3 separate regions of the Zea mays genome follow, and regions 2 and 3 are each linked to region 1. A link is a contact called in public Hi-C data. All regions are on one chromosome and are shown on one strand. The core of a region is the stretch at or near the end of the contact, and the rest is flanking DNA. Distances in the headings are between cores, read along the strand shown.

Region 1 (3,625 bases), core at 625-3,124:
AAAAAAGATTAATAAACGAGGGCTCTATCTAGCCTGTTTGGTTCTACAGAACCAGCTAGGGCAGGACGCTGACCCAGTCGATCGAGCACAAAATTAAATACAACGCAACTTAGATCTATTTACTTTTTTTCCCGTTATTATTATATACTCTTACGTAGTACTTGTAATACTTATTAGATCTCTATTTACTTATTATTTTGTAACCTGCCAAATGAGGAGGCGTCCGCAAGGCAAGATCCTTTTGACGTGGAGCGAGTGCACCTGGGCATGAGAATCGCACCCGTCCCGTGGTTCACTTCTCCCTCACGAGAACTAAGATGACAATTATTATTATAAAAAACGATCGATCTACGTCTGCTACAGTGTGTTTTTGTGTTTGTAAGCGGCTTCGTTATATGATGATGATGATCGTCACTGCTGACTGCATGGCTTTATAGACCATGCATGAGTTCCATGCATGACCATGGAGAGTGAGCAAACGACGAGATGACGCGACGCGATCACCAATGCATCACGCTTTGGTTGTCTCTGTGAGTGTCGGCCGAGGAGAGCCGTGCCACGTTCGGTTTTTTTATTATTTACATCATACATATAGTCTGTTGGTCCAGCAGCTTCCATTACCATCCATGACGCGAGACGTGCATCCATGAAACGGGACGGGCGTGGTCCGACGATCGACGTGTCTCTCGATCTCATCCATCGAGTTTGAGGGACGGGTAAGTTTCGAGGAAGCATTCCTGAGCCCTCGCGCGCGTCTGTGTATTCTAGTTTGGGCATTTTGGCTTCTTGCGAAAATTCGTCCAACTTGCGCGGAACAAACTGTTCAGTCCAGTGGGATTGGGAGCTTTTCGCTCGAGAGGTTCCGTGTGTCGTCGTCTGTGCTTGGCTGCTTGCTTTGCATTGCATGTCTGGTTCGAGTGACTAGTACCGACCAGGATAAGGAGATTCGAGTGTACTATCTGATCACGTACAGTAGTGTTTAGTATGTCTAAAGGGGTATTTTACAAAAAAAATTGTAGAGTCGTATCTCCGTGAAGAGACGCCTGTAGCTTTTAAATTAAATAGTAATAGACGTCTCACTTCTGCTGGACAAATTTATTATCTGTTCTATCGACTTGATACTGTACAAACACATTTACTTCTATATTTATTAATAAATTATATTTATAGATACTCTATTATATAGTATAGTCTTTTAATTGTTTCTTTTGCTTGAAGAAATATTTCGATGTCTCTTCCATATACATACGCTAAGGAGATCACGTGGTCCTTTTTGACTTCTTCTTCTTCTTTCTTTGTCTCAGGTGACTAGGTGAGGAGTGCTCTGATTCGCCAGACGGTTTCCGTGGATGTCACTGGTTTGACAGTACAGATGCCCGTCCGTCCGACTCGGCGTTGGTGGAAATTTTGGAGGCGCTGCATGTCGACATTAATTAGATCATCTCCCTCTATTATTTCCACATTTCTGCTTATATAGACAAACATATGAGATCTACGGTTTATCAGTTTCATATCAACTGTAACCAAACAAGATTTAACTTTTAAAACATACAACTCACAACAGGTTAAACTATAAGACTATCTCCATTAACTAAAACGGTGTTTTATAAGGTGACCGTAAAAATGAACCACTATGATAAACGCTTTTTACAATGCAATTTGTCCTCCTGCAACACACGGCACCTTATTTTTTTTCTTCTTCTCAAATCGAGCGCCACGATGTCGCGGCGGGACCCATCGCTATCCACGCGGCCACGCCGTCCATCTGGATTCTGGAAGCATTTCTGTAGAGAATGCGCCGTCCTTCTGTGTCTTATTTATCTTATATAAAAAAGGTCCCGCGCCCGCCTTTGTTCTCTCCTCCTGGCTCCTGGGTCTCATCTCCTCCCTTCGCTTCGCAAGGCCAACAAGGAACTCCACCACGCACGGCCGCACCCGCACCCGCACCCGCACCCGCTCTCTGCTGCCATGGCGTCGTCCTCCATCGCGCTCACCGTTATGTTCGGCTTCACCGCAGCCCTGTGCTGCCTCCAGCTCCTCGGCGCGGACACCACGACCACGACCACGACCCAGAGCGGCCTCGCGCGCCTGGCCGCGGCCTCCCTGGTCCCGGCGGTCCTGGCCGCCCTGACGCTGACCCCGCTGCTCGCGTTCGCGCGCGTGCACGCCCGTGCCGGGGCGGAGGGGGCGCTCGTGTCGGGCCTTGCCAAGGCGACCCTCCTCGCGGGGACGGTGGCTCTCGTCGCGGCGGCCGTGGTGCAGCTCGGCGCCGACGGGCACCTCGACCGCGGCCGCGACGACGTCGCGCGCCTGAACGTGAAGTGATGCAACAAGCAATCCCCCCCTCCTTCTCCTGACTATAAAAATAACCTGCGCCAAGCGTCGGCGTGTCGTCGCTGCAGGCGTCTGGACGACCGGACCACTGCTAGGTCCTCGTTCTGCTCGATCCGTTCGGAGCTCAGCGCGTCTGGGCTTTCTGATGGCGGCGGCGTCTGAAGGAGAAGGGGGTGATTAATGTTTGGCGTGCCCCCGTGGCCCGTGCCGGTAAAAAGGAGGATACTTTTATTTTGTTTTCCTCCGTATATGTTGGCCTAGTGCTTGCGCTTCTGGATTTGTGGTAAGCTCACTGTCTATGTAATCCCACTGGGACTGGGATTTCAGTTTGCTCTTTCATCTCCTGGACGGTCTTGTAAATATATATATATATATATATATATACTGTGTTTCAGTTACGTTCTTGTATCATCGTATGATAATGAATTAATGATGGTGATACTTGTGGTTTAAATTTGCTCTCCCATCAAACCGTTCAGTCGCAGTACAAACTTGGACATGGATTGATATGACTCGAACTGAAAAGCCATGGCCGAAATTCCTTTGGTTTTTTTCTTTCTCCTTTTGTCTCCGGCTATCGCTGGAGGCGGCTGCTGCTCTGCGTACATGCTCCTCTTTGTTTACTTTTCAGCAGCAATCTTTGGTTTACTTTTCAACGCTTATCTTTCTTTCCGCTTCAACTTTTTTTTGTTCTACTGCCAGCAGCACCGGACTTTCCTGAATATTTTTTTGTCTCTTTCTCTTGGCCAATAATTATTAGCTTTTGTGTGCTGGAGCCTGGAGCTGGGATACTTGCAACCCACGCCACAGGGGTTCAACTCCTCTTTTCCATTAGCCGCTGCGAGAATACATATGCTACATCAGCAGCAACCTTTGGTTGACTTTTCAACGCTTACCTTTCTGCTTCAAATTTTCGTCTTTGTTCTACTGCCAGCAGCACCGTACTTTCCTAAATATTTCCCCCCTTCTCTCTTGGCCAATAATTATTAGCTTCTGTGTGGTGGTGGATACTTGTGACCCACACGGCCACACACCACACGGACACAATTGCTCTTCTGTTTTCTTACCAGTTAGGTGTCCGTATGTTGCAACAGCACATAATCACGGAAACAGACTTTCGGACGTAATTATCGCTACCTTCTTTGTTCGACCTATACAAACAAAGTCTATGACTAGATACCAAGTATCAAAAACAAAGCATGGTGGTGATATCGAATTCGAAGCTGTTAGCAGTGTTCAGAGTGCGCATCCCTCGCAAAATAGCCTACGAATATACACTCAATCTCAAATC
Region 2 (3,625 bases), core at 708-3,207, 200 kb after region 1:
TGATCCACCTTATAAGAATCATGCAACAATAGTAACTTACAGAATCTTCAAATTTGGGAGCTGTGACAATGTTGAGGGGATCGCACCAATCAGCTGGTTGTTCTTCAATATCCTAGAAATCACAAACAGCGCCACAAGATCTGTAAGAACTTCCAAAGCCAAAACGGCATGTATTTCTATGCACATTCCAGAGAGAAGAAGCCTCACAAGTTCTCCAGGTGCTTCAGCTTTGATATTGAAAATGGTATGTCGCCGTCCAAGTTGTTGAATGAAAAGTCCCTAAAAGAAAGAAAAAAAGGAAAGTTTGAATAAAAGCACTATATTCAGTTAAACCCACAACCACAAGTAAACACGGGTTAATCGAAGTTGAACTTACAGCGTCCTAAGTGATGAACAATCGCCAATCTCATCAGGGATCTGCCCGGATAGGCCATTTGACTTGAGGTCGCTGAATGTGAATGCAAAAGAGGCCAGTTAAACACCGGTCAGGACTCAGAAAACAAAAATCCAACCAACAGCAGTCGTTTGGACAAATAAGAAACCATCCGTACATGGAGACGAGGCTCTTGAGGCTGCCGACGGCTGGAGAGATCTCACCCTCAAGGTTGAGGCCAGAGAGGTTGCTGCATTTGCATTGGCGCCATAACCCGGATCAGTGGCCACACGTCGCTGTCGTTGGGGAAAAAAAAGAGCAGAGTTTTAACGAGACGCCATTCTTACAGCGCGGCGACGGCGAACGTGACGTTGTCGCACAGGACGCCGCGCCAGGAGCAGTAGTCGTCGCCGGCCCAATCGTACAGTACGTTGCCGACGTTGCGGAAGGACTTCTTGATCTCCACCAGCGCCGCCCCTGGAAGGTGCAGAGCCAGCCGCGTTAGCACAAAGAACGGGTTACAGAGTGGTAGAAATCCGAGCAGACAGTTCTCGGCAAACGGAATCTCCGCAGAAAGGGAGTTGGGTAACGTGGTAGTTGGATTCTGGATTAGTGCTTGCAGGCAGGAAAGCGAGGGACGTCAAGATTTGGAAAGCACAGATACGACACGGTGGTGAAATATGAAGTTGCTTGGATTCATTCAGATATAGGAAACTGGATCAGGATGGCAAAACCAAAACACAGCTAAAACCACACAGGAATAGAACAAGGCTTAGCAGCAGAAACCAAGCTTCCAGCACTGAAAGGGCCAAATGAAGAAACAATGATGGATGCTCAAACGATTTAAGGATGCTCTGAGCATTTGCTCCAACAAGCAGCACAAGAAGGCACATATAAACAGAACCGAACATGAAGAGAGATAGTAAGCACATTTTGAAACATGGACAGGATAGTTAAAAGCTCGTACTAGGCAAGAAGATGAGATGAGAAGAGGCACAGCTCACAAGGATTAAGTTAAGACTCGGGTTACGGGCTTACAGCAATAAAAAAAGGGGGTGGAATAGAACACTAGCGAATCACCATGCCTCCAAAAAGCGCGTACTTGCAGCGCTAATAAAATACTAATCCTAACGAACCCAGCCGCCCCCCCTGAATCTTTGCTCCCCAGTACGCAACAAGAGGACTCCCAGAGAAGAAAGAAAGCGAAACGGGTGAAGAGAGAACGGAACAGATCGGCAACCATCGTCGGCGACGGCGGCGGCGGCGGCGGCGGCGGTGACGAGCACGAGGGCGGCGAGAGCACGGGCGGCCGTCGTCGTCATGGCCACTGAGCTGCGCACAGGCATCGGGGGAGTGACATTACAGGAAGAGGACAGGCGGCGATGGAGCGCGAGACGTGCTGCAGCGAGCCTGCCTTAATGGGGGCTCTGGGTTGGTTTCGTGGGTTCTCGCGCTCGGCTTTGCGCACTTGCGCCGCGCTGGCTCAGTGACAGGCAGCGGGGTAGCTGCTGTATGGCTGGGCGATAGAGTGGCAGCGTAGGGGAGGGGGTAGGGGCTATGGAGGAGAGCAGCAGCTTCCTACTACTTCGTAGGCCTCTAGCTCTAGTTTGGAGTTTTGAGAGGGAGAGAGAATGGCTGTTTGTGTTTGAGAGGGGGCCGCTAGAGAGAGAATGTGTTTCCTGTGACGAGAGAGAGTGGGGGCGAAGGACACTGGGACGTCACATCGATGATCTACAGTGCTTTTTCTCCCGCTTTCTGGTTGGCCTGGAGCAGTAGAACTCGAGTCATAGATCGAGGAGCATGGCACGGCTGACATGCGGGGCCTCCAGAGTTTGGATTGGGTTAATGCTTAGCTAGCTGTGAGGGGAGGTGGACCACCACGCCTCTGTGTTTTAGAGGGCGTGTTTGGTTTAGCTTGGAGTTCGCAGATTGGTTGTTGCAGGGCATAGGATTGTTTGTTTATTTGGTTCGAGGGACAAAGAACGATGTGGGTAGGATAGGGACCCGTTTTGCATCCGTTATTAAGCCTCCGTATCGTCTCGTCGTCTCCCAGAAGCACATCCCGATTCGAGAGAGAGAAAAAAAATCGACGCCACCGGCCGCTATGTCGACTGCGCGAAGGCGGAGTGTCATCCGCTGCTCCCTTTCAGCATGGGGAGGAGGTTCCTCTGACGTACTGCAGGGGGCAGTAGGGTCACCGCACGCGGGGACCACGCGGCAGTGCCCTCTCCCCACGTCAGAGGATCTCGTTCCCCAGCATGGAGGACCCCGGCGGCGCTGCTAGCCTGCTGCCCAAGGGTGTGCGCGGAGGCTCCCAGCGGGCAGCGGCCCTGCTGGGCTATTGCTCAGGGGCGCGGGGGCTCCTGCGACGGTGCCAAGAAGCGCGGCCTCCATGGCAGCCTGGCTGCGGCCTCCCGGAGTTCCTGTAGCCGCAGACTCCCCCTATGACCTCGTTGTCGACACAAAGCGGAAGAAGGCAAGGAAGAAGATGCGGACCCAACCACCGCCGTTCGGAGGGGTACCTGCTAGCTCGCCGGCCGGGCGGCGGAGCCTGGTCCAGTAGGCTTAATTGTTTTACTTAGCCTTTCAGATGGACACAAGAACACAAGTGTTTAGAGTAGTTCAGGCTGCCAAAGAGTAATATCGTACCTCCACTATAAGTTATATTGCCTGAGAACTTAGTAGTGGGCGACCTAAGTGTGAATCGACCTCCTTTGCTACGGAGCAAGTGCACTTCCATTTATAATCTAAGGGAGGCACGTTATAAGGGAGTTCAAGACCCGACATGTGGGCCTAAGAGTATTTACAATATGGAATGGGAAACACCTAATAGAGCAAACAATGCTAGATCTTTCTGAGCGCGTATCCCTTCTTGGTCATCGCGCATGCTCCTGACATCCTATGTTCCTGTTTCATCTTAATCGGAGTACGTGTGCAGTCCTTATTGTAGGTTGCGGCGTAGTCTATGTGGGTGTTGTCGTTGTGTCACCTCTGCCCGTCTCTTCATGCCTCGTTAACGCACAAAGAACAGTGGAAATCATAATGAAATACGTCCAAATGGCGCATTGGGTTAATGCCCTTGCCTCGGTAACGTGCGGGTAACAGTAAAATCCGCACGTTGCAGGTCTCAATGAGGAATAGGGATGACAATGGATAATCTATCCACGGATAGTGTCTCTAGATATCCATATCCGCGACTTATATTCGATATCTGAACCCGTATCCGTTACCCGCTACGAATAAAAAACAGTA
Region 3 (3,625 bases), core at 603-3,102, 190 kb before region 1:
ATTTTACCAATTAGCATCAAATGTAGCATTAACAGTGAAAAAATCTTATAGTACTAGTAAAAATATCAAACTACCAGATGAAACTACTATCAATACAGTACAAACCATAGTTTGATGTGCTAGAAGACAATTTGATTTAATCCAAAAATGCTACTCCCTCTGACCTGTAGGGCGTGTTTATTTTGAAGAAACCAAACTCGTAAACCCAACCAACAATTAGTCAAATTATGTGTGTTTGGAGTACAAAAGCTATATCAACAGATTTATACTCAAACAACTTTTAATGCGACATTGATTTTGCAGAGACTAGCAATATTATAAAACAATAATGGTTAAAATATGCTTCTAATGACACTATCCGTCCACAATATGCCTGGAAAAAGGTAGTACTTTGCTAGAAAAATCACCATAATGCAAGTGAATCATCAAACGAAACAACAGATTTTCGCAGAGCTATGTTAATACGAATTAAACCTGTTGTGCCTATGTTAATACTGTTCTAATTGTAAGACACTTGTCGTTTTGCCCTACACCACGGTTGCAATGGAAATCGATGCGCTAATTTAGCCAAATAGACAACTGTAGCATTGTGCTTACTACTCAAAAATAGAGACTGTACTATATATCTACACTGCTGCACAAATCCTGACGAGCAATTTGCTGCTGAAAATTTACGGCATAATGCTCTTTAGATTAAGCAATTCTGCCAAGTTCAGGAGTTCCTATGATGCGGACATGAATGCATTCAGAGACCCTTTACAGCAAAAACCTTATTGAAGTATCTAGCACTACAGAAACCAATACTAATATTAAAAAAGTTTCACCTTGTTTCCCTGTTATGCACCAAAGAGTTGAAGAACCAGAAGAACCCTATCAACTTCAAACTACAATCGATCATCCGGGATAGCACATTTTATTCCTTTCCACATGATATCTAAATGTGTCATAGAGATCGTTAATTTCAGAGTCTAGACTGAACACAAGTGTTACTCCTCGGGCCAAGCTAAGATGGCATATCCTGCCACTATTTAGCGTCTCTGCGTCTAAGCCATCAAAGGTCACGAATCTCACCATCCCCGGAGTCACATTCCAATCCAAAAACAAGTAAATTGTAGTCAGCATCACACAATGAACCAACCAACGTCCCCAGATTTATCAAAAGCGCAATACCAGAGACTGTTTGTTTATATCTGACCGAAGGTCCCAACGTAGGCAATTGACAGCTCTACCTGACAGTAAAAATCAGCATTTAAAACAAAAGCAATCCGAGGTGTGTTTCCAGTGCTAGCTACCTTTTCCATGGGCTTGGAGCCGTGGGCGATACCGGAGGCCTCGAGAGCCTTCTTGCCACTGACGATGCAGTATCGGAGGCAATCATCAAGGCGGCGGTCGTTCTTTCCGTCGATGTATCCCTCGGAGGAGAAGCCCCGGATCTGACCGGCAAAGCGGGTGGGGAACTTAGAAGCGTCGAAGCGGTCGATGGGCCCGATGCCGCTCTCCCCGACTAGCAGGCGGTCGTAGTAAGCGTCTACATCGTTCCCGAAAACGGAGACCAGCCCCATCCCCGTGATCACCACCCGCTTCTTGGGATCCGTCTCCCGCCGCGGTGCCGCTACCACCGTCGCGGAGGCGCGGACGGAGAGGCGTCCCGGGAGATTCCGCCTTCCGCACGGAGGCGCCACCGGGGCCACGGCAGCGGTGGGCAGGAGGAGGCTCTGCATGGCGGCAGCTGCAGTGGAGGCGGAGGCGAGGGGGGTGGGAGTGGGACGGGGGAGGACCGCAGGAGAAGAGGGTGGTGGCGATGGAAACGAGGCGGGGGAGAAGAAGATGAGTGGTGTCCTGCTGGCTGCGAGGCGGAGCGTTGCCCGTGTGTATCAGTGTATATGGAGGATGGGGTCGTGGGCCCACGGGGGTTTGGGCTTTTGGCGCTGCGGGGCTTTGGGAGCGCCGGAGACGGGCGACAGACAGGTTTACCTCTTTCTCAACGGAACGTGGCGGACTTTGCAACGGAACTTCTTGTTTGCCCTTGTGATGCGTGTTGCAAAGTTTATTATTGTCCTTAAGTAAAAATGGTACGCTCAACTGTTCAAGCCTCTCCTTGAGGGCGTGATTAGGTGTGGGCATTTTTTTCACCAACATGGAACCAAATTTTTAAAAACCCAACCGAAGTTTCGATGGTTTGGTGTTCGGATTCAGTTCTATATTTTACAAATTTCGGTTTACGGTGTTGGGTTCATTTTTTATACTATAGAGAACCGAATTAACCAAACACTAAATTTGAAATTAGGTACAACAAAGTATCTTATTGGCCACCAGCCCACCACTGGCCATAACACCTAGGCTGGGCTGCTGTGGTGGAAGTGGAGTGGGTATAAGAGCCGCGGAGCGGGCATCGCATCGGCCAGCCGCATATGCTGTGGCACGAGCACGAAGCCACAGCCACGAACCCTAATCAGGTAATCTCTCGCAGACGCAGCTTCATTCCATCTAGGCGACAACGGCGCATCCTGGTTCATCCACCGACCAACTTCGACACGACGGCACCTCACCCACTCACGGGCCTCATCCTCATCCTCATCCTCGTTCATCGGCGACGCACCCTCGTCTAGATCCAGTAGTCCTGGTTCACCTGCAGCGGGTCTCATCCTCTGGTCGACCACGCCCATCTGGTCGGCTATGATTCTGTGAACTTTTAGTTTGTTGTATGGTTGAATGTCGAAAGTTTCAAACTTTCAGTTATTGTAAACATTCAGTAATCAGTATGTTGGATGAATGGATGTGTTGTTTTAGTTTCTAGAAGTTGATTGTATTTTTGTCTCAAAATTGGGTGGGTCGCATGCATCATGTATACAGGGCCACAGTCTAGGAAATTGGATTACATGTGTTTCGGTTATTCGGTAAAACCAAAAACATCGAAAACCGAATTGATCGGTTTCTCTATATTCTATACACCAATCGGTCTGTTGTTCTGAAAACCAAAGTTTTTTAAAACTGAAATAACCGAGTCGAAGTTTCAGATTTTACCGAATGTCCAGGCCTAGGCATGATCGGTTGTCGTATGTGAATAGGCTCGAGCTACGTCCATCAAGATAGAAATAGGTCGGTCGGTCCATTGGGTCATTGACGCGACCTACAAAAATAAGGCTATTAGAATATATGAATTAGCCACAAATTAAAGAAAGCTAAATATAGTAATAGTGGTAAAACATTTTGATTGTCTAACGTCTCCATGAAATTTCTCCATTAGCACTCCACACAAAGTGGAGGTCAATGATTCGTCTCGGTTTAAGCCTATAGGGGGCACGCTGGTAGTGCCTATCCAGATATTGACGACACCCTAGCCTGGTGCATCCCATTCTTTTCTCCTCCACCATCCCATTGTCAAAGGGGGATCAACATTGATGATTTTAGTAGTGAAAGAGGGTCGATGTCGATGCCATATTGAACATGCAGTATGACCATCACCTGCCCCCAATCGTTGTCTGTCGACCCATTGCCACACAGAGTCGTATAATTATTAGTTTCTTGCCTAATTGCTTATCAGATTGAAAGATTAGTCGTGCCAGAGCATGGCATTCAAGGAAACCCATAATTTTGATGGCATGAAGGGATCAATATATATATC

The links. Hi-C and Micro-C count contacts between places; a contact is called where the count stands out from the background.
Region 2: a Hi-C map of leaf mesophyll shows a contact between it and region 1, with 1.7 times the contacts expected there. The contact joins the promoter of LOC100193598 here to the promoter of LOC100276661 in region 1. A contact is called at or near these places in 4 of 25 Hi-C or Micro-C datasets (ear, leaf mesophyll, root tip and 1 more).
Region 3: a contact with region 1 is called in a Hi-C map of tassel, with 2.3 times the contacts expected there. The contact joins the promoter of LOC100279917 here to the promoter of LOC100276661 in region 1. A contact is called at or near these places in 3 of 25 Hi-C or Micro-C datasets (ear, endosperm and tassel).

Annotation. Positions count from the first base shown.
Region 1 is chr6:119,622,124-119,625,748 of Zm-B73-REFERENCE-NAM-5.0, forward strand. LOC100276661 reads left to right here and starts at 1,875. Exons shown (of 1, transcript NM_001150393.2): 1 at 1,875-2,788. The coding sequence starts at 1,969. The coding sequence ends at 2,325.
Region 2 is chr6:119,823,186-119,826,810 of Zm-B73-REFERENCE-NAM-5.0, forward strand. It overlaps LOC100193598, which reads right to left and starts at 1,958. Exons shown (of 27, transcript NM_001358834.1): 1 at 1,614-1,958; 2 at 721-850; 3 at 552-623; 4 at 377-448; 5 at 208-279; 6 at 41-112. The coding sequence starts at 1,719.
Region 3 is chr6:119,434,100-119,437,724 of Zm-B73-REFERENCE-NAM-5.0, forward strand. LOC100279917 reads right to left here and starts at 1,853. Exons shown (of 7, transcript NM_001156167.1): 1 at 1,293-1,853. The coding sequence starts at 1,721.